Linked DNA regions of Mus musculus: all the other regions are linked to region 1. The links are chromatin contacts, called in public Hi-C maps. All regions are on one chromosome and are shown on one strand. Each heading gives the region's core, a stretch centred on a gene start, on an enhancer-like site or on the middle of the called end of the contact. The rest is flanking DNA. Distances are from core to core; before and after follow the strand shown.

Region 1 (3,725 bases), core at 1,014-3,513:
GCAAAGGGCTTGAGGACCGGGTAGAGTGTTTGCCTGGTATGCATGAGATCCCGGGTTCTAACCCCTATACCACCAAAAAGGAAGTTAATAAAACGGTGAACTTAACCCTGGGCAAAGTCAACAGGTGGCATAGAGGCCACTTGGTAAATTTCCATCATCACTGGATGCATGTGCCATTTGCCTCAGTGACTGAGCACCACAGTCTGTGTAACGTTAACAGGCTCATGGGCCAGAGACAGATGGAGCCCATCCAGCTTCCCACTGAGCTCCTGAAACGAAGACTTCTGTATAAGCATTTTGAGTTGTTCTCATGAGACGTCATGGCTAGCAGGCTGAAAAAACTGCGTGGCAATTTGCCAGCTGCCTGATTTTAAATCTAGTCCCTTCGGTGGAAAATGAAATTGAGAACAAATTTCAGAATTCTAATTGGAATCTGTCCCCTGCAGGGAGAAGTCTATTTTTAATGTTTCAATACATTACCCTGGAGAATTCTGGGAACCCAGCCTGTGTTCACATTTCATGCCAGGGAATAAAGCGAGGGGGAGGCACTAGCTTGCCTCCTAAGGATGAAGCCCACACTATCCCACAGGTCTCCATTTCTCTGAGTTTGAGCCTCAAAATCTACTGAAAGTACAAAGAGCAGGTACCCTGTGTTCAGCCGATGAAGAAGAGGAGGGAAGGAAAGAAAATTCCAGAGAGAAGTTGAAATATTGAATTTTTGTTCTCTTGACATTAAGAGTCTATTCTGAAGAGAGCTGATTTGTGTGTGAAACTTAGCCAGCGGAGGGGACAACAGGAAGGTAAGGGGAGCCCTAGCACAGTGTTCCTCTTGGTATGACAAGTCAGAGTTTGTGGGAGGAGAGAGATGATGCATTTGAGGAGATACAAGCAGGTCATGTCCAATGCTTATGACTCTTGGGGAGATGAAAAACCGTCTTTCCTGCACTCAATGGTTTGATAAAGTGCTAGAAACATCTGGATGCATTTATCACGTTTCAGAAGAAAAAGCCAACAAAAGGTGGGCTAGACAACTCCAGTGTAAGGAAAACTGACTTGGCAAATCCCCCAGCCCAAAGCCTTGAGCATTTGAGTCACAAAATGAATGTCCAACTCACTGGTACCAACCTGGTGTCTGACACCAAAATTATTTAAATTAGTTGAATTCAGATAGTTCTCAGAGGTCCAGAATGGCACTTTGTGAAAGACACCTGAGTTCTCTTGTGCGTTCTCACTTTAACCAGCCACTCCCACCTCAGAAATAAAGGACAGGCGATCCAGCCCCTGAGAGTTCCAGGAGAAAAGAGGGAAACTGATCGGTGGTATGTGTGGTTGGAAAACGTACAGCTGCAGCCAACACAGGGTTTTCAAGCAGAAGTGGGCTCTATGCGACAGGAGTTATGGTGTTGGTAGGATTTTCCCACGACTGTGTACTCTTCCTGAGATGAAATTTGGTCCTGGCTTCTCAGTTTCCCCTAACTCATGACATGCTCCATGCCACAAGGAGGCCATTGGTCATGATCAGACATGTCATGAATAGGAGGGGGTGCTTCTGGGTTCCCTGTCTCCTACTGATGATCGAGATAGTAGAGGACAAGAAAATTCTTGTTTGCCTTGAAAGTGTTTGCCTTGAAAGCATGAGGATACCAGTTGATCTCTAGAACTCTCGGTGGTGGTGGTGGTGGTGGTGGTGGTGGTGGTGGCGATTCAGGCATACTCCTGCTTACTGGGAATTCAAGAGCCAGTGAAGGGGGATGGGCAGATCCCCAGGACTCACTAGCTCTCCTGCTAGTGTACTTGCCAAGTCCCACGCCATCAAGAAACACAGTAAGGAGAGGGAGGAGAGAGAGAGAGAGAGAGAGAAAGAGAGAGAGAGAGAGAGAGAGGAGAGAGAGAGAGAGGAAGAGAAGAGAGGAGGAGAAGAGAGGATAGGATAGGATAGGATAGGATAGGAGAGGAGAGGAGACGAGACGAGACGAGACGAGACGAGACGAGACGAGAAGAACAGAGAAGAACAAAGATGAAGAGCACCTGAGGTTGTTTTCTGACCGCCACACAATGGCCTCTCATGTGTACACACCAAAGCAAAGTCTCTAATGGTAGCAGGATGGATGTCCTTTCCAATTACTAAGGTTCTTGGAGAATACAAAAGAAAAGAAAGAAAAAAGCATTTCTCTCTAACTGATGTGCTGCGTTCCTCTCTGAAGTCCCCTGTGATATACAGTTCTTGGCAAACAGGCAGAAGGAGTGGATCTGAAAGATTTATGCCTCAGGGACACTGAGTGAGTTGTTACCTGAATGGGAGCAGGGGAAGAACCAGGTGGGTTCCTCCCACCAACTGTTACAAAAACTTTCCACATAGCCTAGGGCTGGTTAACCCAGAGATTTGCAACAGCTTGCCTCTTCCAAGCTAAACACTGGGGTCTGAGTTATTAACTCCAACTAATGCAACTGCCTCGAGGAATCCAGGGCAAAATGAAACTTACAAAGGAAAACACTTAAATGTGGCGTGCAAAAGACCGTGGGATTTAGGAAAAACTCCTATTTGGAAGAGATTGATGCATGTGAGAAAGTTTTTTACAAAATCAGCCCCCTTGATATGTCTTAAGGGGCCATGTTGAAGGTAATATAGATATGAAAATGTTTGCTTGGCTGATTGGTTTTAAATTTACAAGTGACATTAAACAGCCTCACAGAAAGAAACAAAGAAGGGACATCTGGAGTCTTGGTTTCATGCTGCTCACTGATACAGAGAAGAGATGACAAGAACATAAATTCCAGACTCTGTTGTGGTATGTCACAAGGACAGTCCTTTGTTCATAAAGCATTCTTTCTACTGCTGGAAATTTCTTCATGAAATTCAGGAAACCAGCAGAGAAGATGTTGCTATAGACCACTGTTTATGTTCCACATGATACCACAGATCGACAACCTCATCCATTCTGTAGAGAGCCAATGATAAGATAGGTTGAGGACTGAAGAATTGATTCAGCCATTAAGAACACTAGCTTCTCTTGCAGAAGACCTGGGTTTGATTCCCAGCACCCACATTGCAGCTCATGACTATCTCTAACTCCAGTTCCAGGGGATCTGGCATCCTCTTCTGGCCTCCATAGGTACCAAGCATGAATGTGGTGCAGGCAAAAACATATACACATAATAATGAATTTGAAAAAGAGAAGGGAGGGAGGAAGGGAGGAAGGAAGAGGGATGGTAAGGAAACCAGGAAGTATTTTTCAAATCAATACGCGTGAATTTGGCACTAGCTTCCAAATCAACCAGTGCTTTGATCTAAGACATCTATGTTCCAGAACTATGAGAAAGAAATGCTGTTTGTGGCACCTTGGTAGTGCTTTGTGTGAGATAGCCAGCCCCCTAAGCTGACTAAGACAGGATTAAAGAATGAGAGAGAATATGAACTGAATTTTCTCAGTAGAATCTTGAGAGTTACTTATTACCCTGAATATCACTGTGTTTTCAACTGAGTCTCGTCAATTTCCCTTTGGATGTTAGACCGCATCTAGAAAACAGTGAGAGACTTGGTGTTCCTATGGCTTTGGGGCATCTTCAGGGGTGGCAGTTGTCCTTCATAAAAGTGACCAAGCTAGTTATGGTGTTACAGACATAGTAGAGATGTGATATCCACATGTCTGGGAACCTGCCACCCTTCCTTTAGAACACGCTTTTGTACTAATGAGTTATTAGAGTCCAGTTAGAACAGGCTAATT
Region 2 (3,961 bases), core at 158-2,657, 320 kb after region 1:
TCCAATACACACTAATCAGGGTCTTTCCCCATTAGTTTCTCAGTGTAAAATGAAGTTACATTATTAGCCTGTAGAGTTTAAGCTTGAGGTAAGCCTGGCACACCGCTGCTTATAAACCAAAAGCCCCACAGGCAGAATAACAGGGAAGGCCAAATAAACAACTATTATGATCAGCCTCGGAGGTGGCAGGCACTGAAAACCCTAAACCATTCATTTTTAGCAATTTCTAGGGCGAGGGGCCAACAGTTTGATGCTTCCTCCCATCCCCCAAGAGTCTGAGTGTATGCATGTATGTGTTTGTGTGTGATGTGTGTGTACACACACGTGTTCGTGTGCATAACTGCTTCCAAGCCTTGGTTTAGTGTTTTGTTTTGCTTTTTAGACCGTCTGTCACTTTTGGCCAGGATGGCTGGCCATTAAGATCCTCAAGTCTGCCGGACGGACGGTGGTGGCACGAACCTTTAATCCCAGCACTTGGGAGGCAGAGGCAGGCGGATTTCTGAGTTCGAGGCCAGCCTGGTCTACAAAGTGAGTTCCAGGACAGCCAGGGCTATACAGAGAAACCCTGTCTCGAAAAACCAACCAACCAACCAACCAACCAACCAACCAACCAACCAACCAACCAACCCTCGAGTCTGCACCTGCACCTCCCAGGGGGATCACAAGCATTTATCACCAGGCACTCGCTTCTGAAGTCGCTTTCCGGGAACCAGTTCAGTCCTCAGGAGACTGGGGACACCTGGCCCCTGGAGTGGGAGCTTACACAGCTAGTGGGATGGTGACAGACAGAGGGCAGGTGGAGATGGGCAGCTAGCTACCTGCTGGACAGGGTCCTGAGCCTTCTCTTTTTGGCGACTGGCGCCTCCTCCTGACCTCTGAGAATCCCTGCCTCTGCCGGCCTTGGTCACAGGCAAGCACCTGTGGGCAACTGTCCTTGGTGTTTCTGGATGCAGAAGTCAACTCAAAAAATGGCAAGCCTCTTTGTGATGACGTCGTCACCTTTCGCTTTATGCTTCCCGCTTTACACCAGCAAGAAACCACGGTTTCTTGAAGGCTCAAAATGCTGCCTAGAGAAGTCCCACCAGAGAGCCCTTCCAGAAGACGAGGGCTCTCTGGGGATGCAGCCTCCACCCGGGAACCCTAGGGATGGAGACAGGGAAGAGATGGCGGCGCAGAGGCTCTCTTATGTCCTTGAAGCCACCACCAGGGCGGAGAGGCTCCTTCGAGCCTGTGAGCCCTTCCACAGCCCAAAGGATACAATCGTTGGGGCCGAGGGTCGGCCGAGGTGTCCCAGAAGGACCTGCAGCCGGGCGCCGGCGCGCGTAAGATTCATGGTGGGGGCCAGCAGACGAAACTGCTGCGCCCAGGTCACACTTAACTTACGGCAAGGCCCCGCCTCCTAGTAGAGGGTGGAGTTCTGTCCAAGGGCAGGACACAGCGCCACCTCCCCCAGGCTGGGGGTTGGGGAGCTGGGGATGAGGGAGCGAGCCTAGGCTGTCTGGAGTCCTTGCTCCCCGCCGCTGTGTCTTTGTTCTAATCTGCAAGGTCCGAAATTTTGCGACTGGGGTGATGCAAGCCGAGCAGCCCGAGGCCGTTAGGGATCTGAGCCACCCTTTTAACTTGGTAGTTTTAATCTATGAACAACTAATCTATGTGACTAGTTCTCCCACTAAAAATTAAAATCATCTGTGTTATTCAGAAGAGACATTAAATTTAGCGTGAATTCATCCTAAAATATTAGAAAGTTTGGCTGTTAGTTTTTAAGAAGAGCGATCCACACGGTCTAGGATAACTTACATTACATTTTTGTGTGTGGTGGTGGTAGTGGTGATGGGGTGTGGTGTGTGTGTGTGTGTGTGTGTGTGTGTGTGTGTGTATGTATGTATGTATGTTTGCATCCTTGTTTGTGGAGATCAGAGAAATAATCTTCAGGGAAGTTGAGTCTCTTTCCACCACCTGAGTTTTGGGGATCGAACTCTGATGGTCAGGTTTGTTCAGCAAGCTCCCTTAACCACTGTGTATCTCACCAGCCAGTATAACATGTAAAATTTCTTATGTAGCTAAAAACTGTTTTCTTTAATCCCAGCACTTGGGAGGCGGAGGCAGGGGGATTTCTGAGTTCGAGGCCAGCCTGGTCTACAAAGTGAGTTCCTGGACCACCAGGGCTACACAGAGAAACCCTGTCTCGAAAAAGCAAACCAAACCAAACCAAACCAAACCCAAAACAAAACAAAACTGTTTTCCTAAAGTCTTTGAAATTCAACCACTACACATAATCTCAATCTCTTTGTCTCTCGGTCTCTTAAGAGAGTTACTTCTAGATTGCTTCTAGTTACTCCATAAACATGTTATTGTTTCTTAAATGCTTTCATTAGATAATTTGGTGACAGTGCCATAGTCCAGGAGAGACAAGCAAGTAACCAGCTGGCTACTTCCTGTTTTCAGGTTGCAGAGATTTGCCCTTTGTGCCTTGACCTTTAGGACGAGATTCGCTTAGCTGAAGCTCCCAGGGCCGGCTTGGTCATTTGCTTATCTCCCAACCTCATCTGTCCAGCCTGAGCAACCTGGTGGAAGCCTGACCATGTCCTGAGAGACCGGCTTAATTAGCCCACAGTTTAAAAGCAGGACTGACTGCATTCCCCCCCCACCCCCCACTTGGGAAATAGGTGTGTTCTTACTGCCCTCACCTGGTGCAAAATGGGAACTGCAGGGAGAAGGAAGAAAACAAAACTGAAATTAGTCTGAATTTGGGTCACCTCAAGCAGAATTGAAAGATTAAGACCGTCATTCTGAGGATGACTGGTTTCCCTAAAAAACAGAGAGAATTATGGCTTTGGGGCCTGTCTTAGGGTTTCTATTGCCGCCATGACCATGACCAAAAAAGGAAGTTGGAGAGGAAAGGGTGCATTCGGCTTACATTTTTACTGATCTGTTCCTCATTAAAGGAAGTCAGGACAGGAACTCAAACAGGGCAAGATCCTGGAGGTGGGAGCTGAAGCAGAGAACATGACAGGTGCTGCTTAACTGGGCTCGTTCTCCATAGCTTGTTCAGCCTCTGCTTTCTTCTAGAACCTAGGACCACCAACCCAGGCCACCAGCCCAGGGATAGCACCACCCACCATGCCCTGGGCCTTCCCCATCAATCACTAGTTAAGAAAATGCCTAACATCTGGACCTTCTTGAGGCGTTTTCTCCTTGAGATTCCCTCCTGTCAGCTAACTTTAATCTGTCTTAAACTGACATAAGACCAGCACAGGATGAGAGATTGTGGCACTCAAGATAGAATTTCCTCCTGGCTCTGTGTGTAACGTTTCCTAACCTGTATTTTTGTTTGTTTGTTTGTTTGTCTTGTGGTAACTGAGCTTAGAACCCAGAATCCCCCATAAGAGGCAAGCACACTAACAGTAAGCTATCACACACAATAAAACAAAAATAAAAATAATAAGCAGATAAAGCAAAGGAAATGATTTCATAGCCAATCCTGAAAGAATGATAGATGATATCTGCAGTCCTAGATTCTCTCTCCTGATTTTCTCTAAAGCCCAGGTCATTTCTGAGCTCATCCTGCTAACGAGCTGCTCTTCGCAAGCGGCCACCATGTGCTCATCTAGGGGTTCTGTCTCACTGCATTCTATCCCATGCAATCCTCTGCGTGCGGCCATGTGGAGTAGGCCCGCAGTGGCTTCCTCTCCCTCCTTTTCTGACTGACCTTCCCTCTCCTGAGATCTGTAGTCAGTCCTTTTACATCTTCGTTCTGTGAAAACCAGCTTTCTCAGTCACCTCCTCCAGCCTCAGACTTTAAACTTCAGCCTTCAGGAGAAGATCTCAGATTTGTAACCCTATCTTGGAATGTTAAACTCCAGACTATGTGTCCAAAGACCTCTCTCTGTGTCTCTCTGTGTCTCTGTTTTTCTCTCTGCTTTTTTTTTTTTTTTTTTTTTTTCACTTTGCAACAGAGTTC
Region 3 (4,243 bases), core at 352-2,851, 360 kb before region 1:
ATGTGAATGTATACATGTATGTGTATATGTATTATGTGCTCATACGTACACCTACATGAATACATACATGTAAGTACATATGTATATATGAATATATGTACATAAGGGTGTATATATCTTTATATGTACATATGTGGTTTTGTGTGCGTAGACACACATAGACACACACAGACACACACATGTATACACACACACACACACACACACACACACACACACACACACACCCGTGCCTTCTCTATTTACTGCTGGGAGTTCAGAAAGAGCACTTGCTTTTCTTTCTGCCTCCTGCAGCCAGGGGCTGTATATAATGTATTTAAATATATTCAATGAGATGCATGAAACAAACAAAAAAAAGCCCCTCCTGGAAGCTGGATTTACACCTGAGTACAGGTTCCCTGTTGGCATGTGTCACAGCTGTCTGGCAGCCTGGCTACTTTTATCAAGGGAGGAGAAAGCAGGTAAGGAGAGGAGGGAAGGGGGCACACAAGTGAGCAAGGATGTGGAAGCAGAGTGGGCTGGTGGGAGAATGGGTGGGAACATCAGCAAGCAGAGATCCGAGCCCTTCGCTCGCAGGCTCCACCGTGTGAATAAATACATGTCATGCAGAGCTAACCGAGTGTGCTGCTTCCTCAGCCGCCTCTGCTTCCCTTCTTCCTGTTACTGCCGGGCCGGCCATGCAGAATTAGGATGTGGGCTTCAGTAGTACAGAGCAGAAGGTGGACGATCACGTTTGAATATTGCTTTGACTCCGCAGGCAGAGTGCTTGCTAGAAAGCGTGAGGACCTGACTTTGGATCCCCAGCACCCAGCTAAACCACTGAATGTGACAGTCTATGTCTTTACCTCGGGCAGTGAGAGCCAGGGACAGTTGGATCCCAGGGCCTGCTAGCCAGCAGGTCTAGCGGAATTCTGGGGCTTCAGGTTCAGTGAGAAATACTCCTTAAAAAAATAATGTGAAGAGTGATTGAAGGAGACTCCTAACACACACACACACACACACACACACACACACACACACACACACAGAGGTTGGGGGAGGGGTTAAAGAACATTTTTTTCTTGCTCTCCTGCTGTATGGCAATGTTACAGTGATAATCTGAATTCTTAGGGCAGAGACTATAGTATAATGGGCTCTAGGATCATGGGCTTTATTCAAGGAGAGTTAACATTGCTTCTGAGGACATTCGGCTGGTAGGACATGGATGTATGTTAGAGATCTTACAGCTTCAATAGCCCCACAAGGCTTGTGCTTTCCTGTACTTGCTGAGGCATGTGTGTGTGTGTGTGTGTGTGTGTGTGTGTGTGTGTATGTGTCTAACAGTAACAGATGTGCTAGTTGCTTGTAGTGAGTGGCCTGCTCTAGGGGTGTGTGCACATACAAAGCTTCAAAATATCTGTCTGTCTGTCAGCATTAATCCTGCTTTGCAATTTTTAAGATCATGAATCTATAGTGTATAACACTAAGGCTTAGCAACTTCTCAGTGTTACCTGTACCATCATCCCTGTTACTTCTGTCTCTGACACTTCACTTCTTAGAGGAGACTTTTCCTACAGTCTATAGAGCAAGATCTCTATGTTCATTGCAAGCAATGCCCATCCCTTCCTGCTTGCTCAGCAGGGTTGTACAGCAGAGAATGACTAAGAGGAGAAGCAGATGGGCCAGTTGTAGTGTCTGGTTTATGAGAATTTAATTATGCCTCTCATGACAAAGCTAGATCTTGGCTGTGTGGCGTTATCGCCGCTTGCTCTTTATCAAGGCCAAGATGACATCTTCTATTATGCACAGAAGCAAAGAAACACAATGCAGGGCAAAGCAGGGCCAAGCAGGGCCAATCCCAAACAGAAAGTGACCTCAATCCTCCCCGCCCAGCTCTCTGTGTATGGCGTGTATTTGGAAACTTACTGTTCCCTCCCATAGGAAGGGCACTTCTGAACATATTATTTTGGCTAAGAGTCATAGATAAGAAGATATTAGAGTCAGTGAGTATTACCAGCTTTGCTGTATGCTGGGTGAGTAGAGATGGCAGCCACCTTAAGTTCCCAAGTCTTTGTTCATGTTTTACTTGTATGTCAGATGGATTATGACCATGCTGGTTGCTTCTGAGAGTGCCGTGGGTGGTGAGAAGGGATAATATAGGACTCAGATTCTCTGCAGACTTCACTCTGGAGGTGGAAGGAGCCAGGCCCTTTCTTGTATTCCTATCCAAAACTCAGAGAGGAGCTGGGATGGGGGAATCCACTCGACGTTGGGTTTCCTCTGTATTTGTAGCTCTTAGTACAGTACTCATTGGTCTCTAAATATCTATGAAACTGGAACATTTTCAAGTTACCTGAGCCAATCTGTACAGGAAATGATTTATTGGTCTGATTGTTGGAATACTGGGTACCCAGTTATAGACTGCAAGGGTAGGCCAGGGTGGATTTCTAATGGTTGTGAAAGCCTGGTCACTATTGCCTGAGCATGCCACGCTGGCCTCCAGTTTGGACATCCTTTAGAGCCCCATTTCGTCATGTTTCTGTGTTTGGGTGAGTTGTGTACAAGATGTGCTCCTCAACCTAATGAATTGGTAGAGGAACAAAGAGGCCAAAATAGCCTTTGATGGCGTGGCCCATATGTACGTAGGTTTCCTTTGTAAGGTCAGATGGTATTGTGTCCTCCATGGATCGCTGTGCTGAGAATCTGTATTTAGGAAAGGGCTAGCCTGAGGGATAGAGAGGTGGCCCAGCAATGAGCAAGTGATATTGTTTGTTTAGTGTGTGTATGTGTGTGGGGGGTATGCGAGCGCGCGCACAATTGCATGGCAGAGTACATTTGTAGGATAAAGAACAAGTTGGGTGAATTAGTTCATTTCTCTCCTTCCAACATATGGGCTGTGGGGATTGAACTTGGGCAATTAGGCACCATTACCCGCTTAGCCATCTAGCTGGCCCACCCCGTGTGTTTTCGGCAGTCCTGGGAATTGAACCTAGGGCCTCACGCCTGCTAGGCAAGTGCTGCACTGTCTACTCAGCTCTCTCGTTACCTTTTTGAGGCAGGGTCTTGCCATTTGCCCAGACTGGTCTATGAACTCATTCTGAAGTTCAGACATGCCTTGAACTTATAATCCTCCTGCCTCAGCAGGTAGGAATCAAAGTTTGTGCCTCCATGTTCAGCTCTTTGCCTCTTCTTTTGTTTCCATTAATGAGGCAGAGGAAAGCCGAATCTAAGATTGGTCTCAGTACCTCGTTCACAGTAAACCTAGGAAATCCTATTGTCCCCTTTCTAGGAATGGCAGAGAACAAGTAGATGGCATAGCCAGTTGATCCATGGCCAGCCACTACATACACATTTTAACACTTCAGTCAAGTGATACTCTGGAGAAAGGAAGTCTTTTCTGATTTATACAGAGGCCCAGAGCTCGTGGCTTTCTTGCCAGTTTCTATTTATAGGAAATTGTCCATCGTTATTCCTCACATGTGGCTTACCCTCCTCTGGAATCTTATTTTGATTCCCAACTCTTCATCTCTTAGGGATTGCCTGCTGCACCTTCTCTTTAAACCCACCTGTCTCTGGCTGTCTCTGGCAGTAGCTCATTTTGATCCCTCCTTCTTCCTGTGCAGGTAGATGTGCCTCCTAACCATATCCAACAATTATGACTTTGTCATCTGCCTTGGTCATTTCTTCCACTCAGCAAACCACTTAGACCAAATGGTTTTCATCATGGCTTTCTTTCAGGGAGCCTGAGAAAGGTGCTAGCTGGTCCTGAACTACACGTTTCTCTCACCAAACCTAGGATTTAATGGAGACATCATTGAGCAAGCATCTCACGGTAGATGCAGTTGTTCTATCCTGATCTAAATCTTCAGATAGTTGCCTGTTCTTATGAGGATATATTTCTTTGGTACCTCAGGTTATCCTTCCACAAGTTAACATCATTATTGACATCAGCCAAAGGTGAAGACAACCCAGGTTACCATGAATAGCTGAAAGTATAAATGGAGTTTGTGTGTGCATCCACTAGGATTATTCTACCTTAAGAAAGCAACTCTGACATCTGTTACAACATGTGTGAACCTTCAAAACTGTATGTTAAATGAAATAGGTCAGGCACAATAAGACAGATAGTACATGATTCTACTTGCGTGAGGTGCTTAGAATAGAAAAATTCTATGAAAGAGGCACAATAGTTTCCAGGGGCTGGGGATGGGGGAAATGGAGAAGTATTATTTAACTGGGAAGATCACAAAGTTTTGGAGATGGG

Evidence for each region. Hi-C and Micro-C count contacts between places; a contact is called where the count stands out from the background.
Region 2: a contact with region 1 is called in a Hi-C map of the N1E-115 cell line, with 5 times the contacts expected there. The contact joins the promoter of Phyh here to the enhancer-like site in region 1. A contact is called at or near these places in 2 of 39 promoter capture datasets (hippocampal neurons and stem cell-derived epiblast-like cells), 4 of 484 Hi-C or Micro-C datasets (the N1E-115 cell line, cerebral cortex and embryonic stem cells) and 1 of 9 other capture datasets (liver).
Region 3: a contact with region 1 is called in a Hi-C map of the N1E-115 cell line, with 2.4 times the contacts expected there. The contact joins two enhancer-like sites. A contact is called at or near these places in 3 of 484 Hi-C or Micro-C datasets (the N1E-115 cell line, cortical neurons and ganglionic eminence).

The regions. Positions count from the first base shown.
Region 1 is chr2:5,238,344-5,242,068 of GRCm38.p6, reverse strand. No RefSeq gene overlaps it. Among named protein-coding and RNA genes, the nearest start is that of Gm23118, 20 kb to the left of the region's middle. Within about 2 kb of position 2,263, at least 13 of the 459 cell types and tissues checked have an H3K27ac peak or open chromatin away from gene starts, as enhancers often do. A contact at or near this core is called in the N1E-115 cell line, where this site is marked.
Region 2 is chr2:4,916,442-4,920,402 of GRCm38.p6, reverse strand. Phyh (phytanoyl-CoA hydroxylase) reads right to left here and starts at 1,407. Exons shown (of 9, transcript NM_010726.2): 1 at 1,259-1,407. The coding sequence starts at 1,333. Gm46728 (a long non-coding RNA gene) reads left to right here and starts at 3,947. Exons shown (of 3, transcript XR_001783222.2): 1 at 3,947-3,961.
Region 3 is chr2:5,593,434-5,597,676 of GRCm38.p6, reverse strand. The region is part of intron 1 of Camk1d (calcium/calmodulin-dependent protein kinase ID); the gene reads left to right. Among named protein-coding and RNA genes, the nearest start is that of Gm36853, 110 kb to the right of the region's middle. Within about 2 kb of position 1,601, at least 37 of the 459 cell types and tissues checked have an H3K27ac peak or open chromatin away from gene starts, as enhancers often do. A contact at or near this core is called in the N1E-115 cell line, where this site is marked.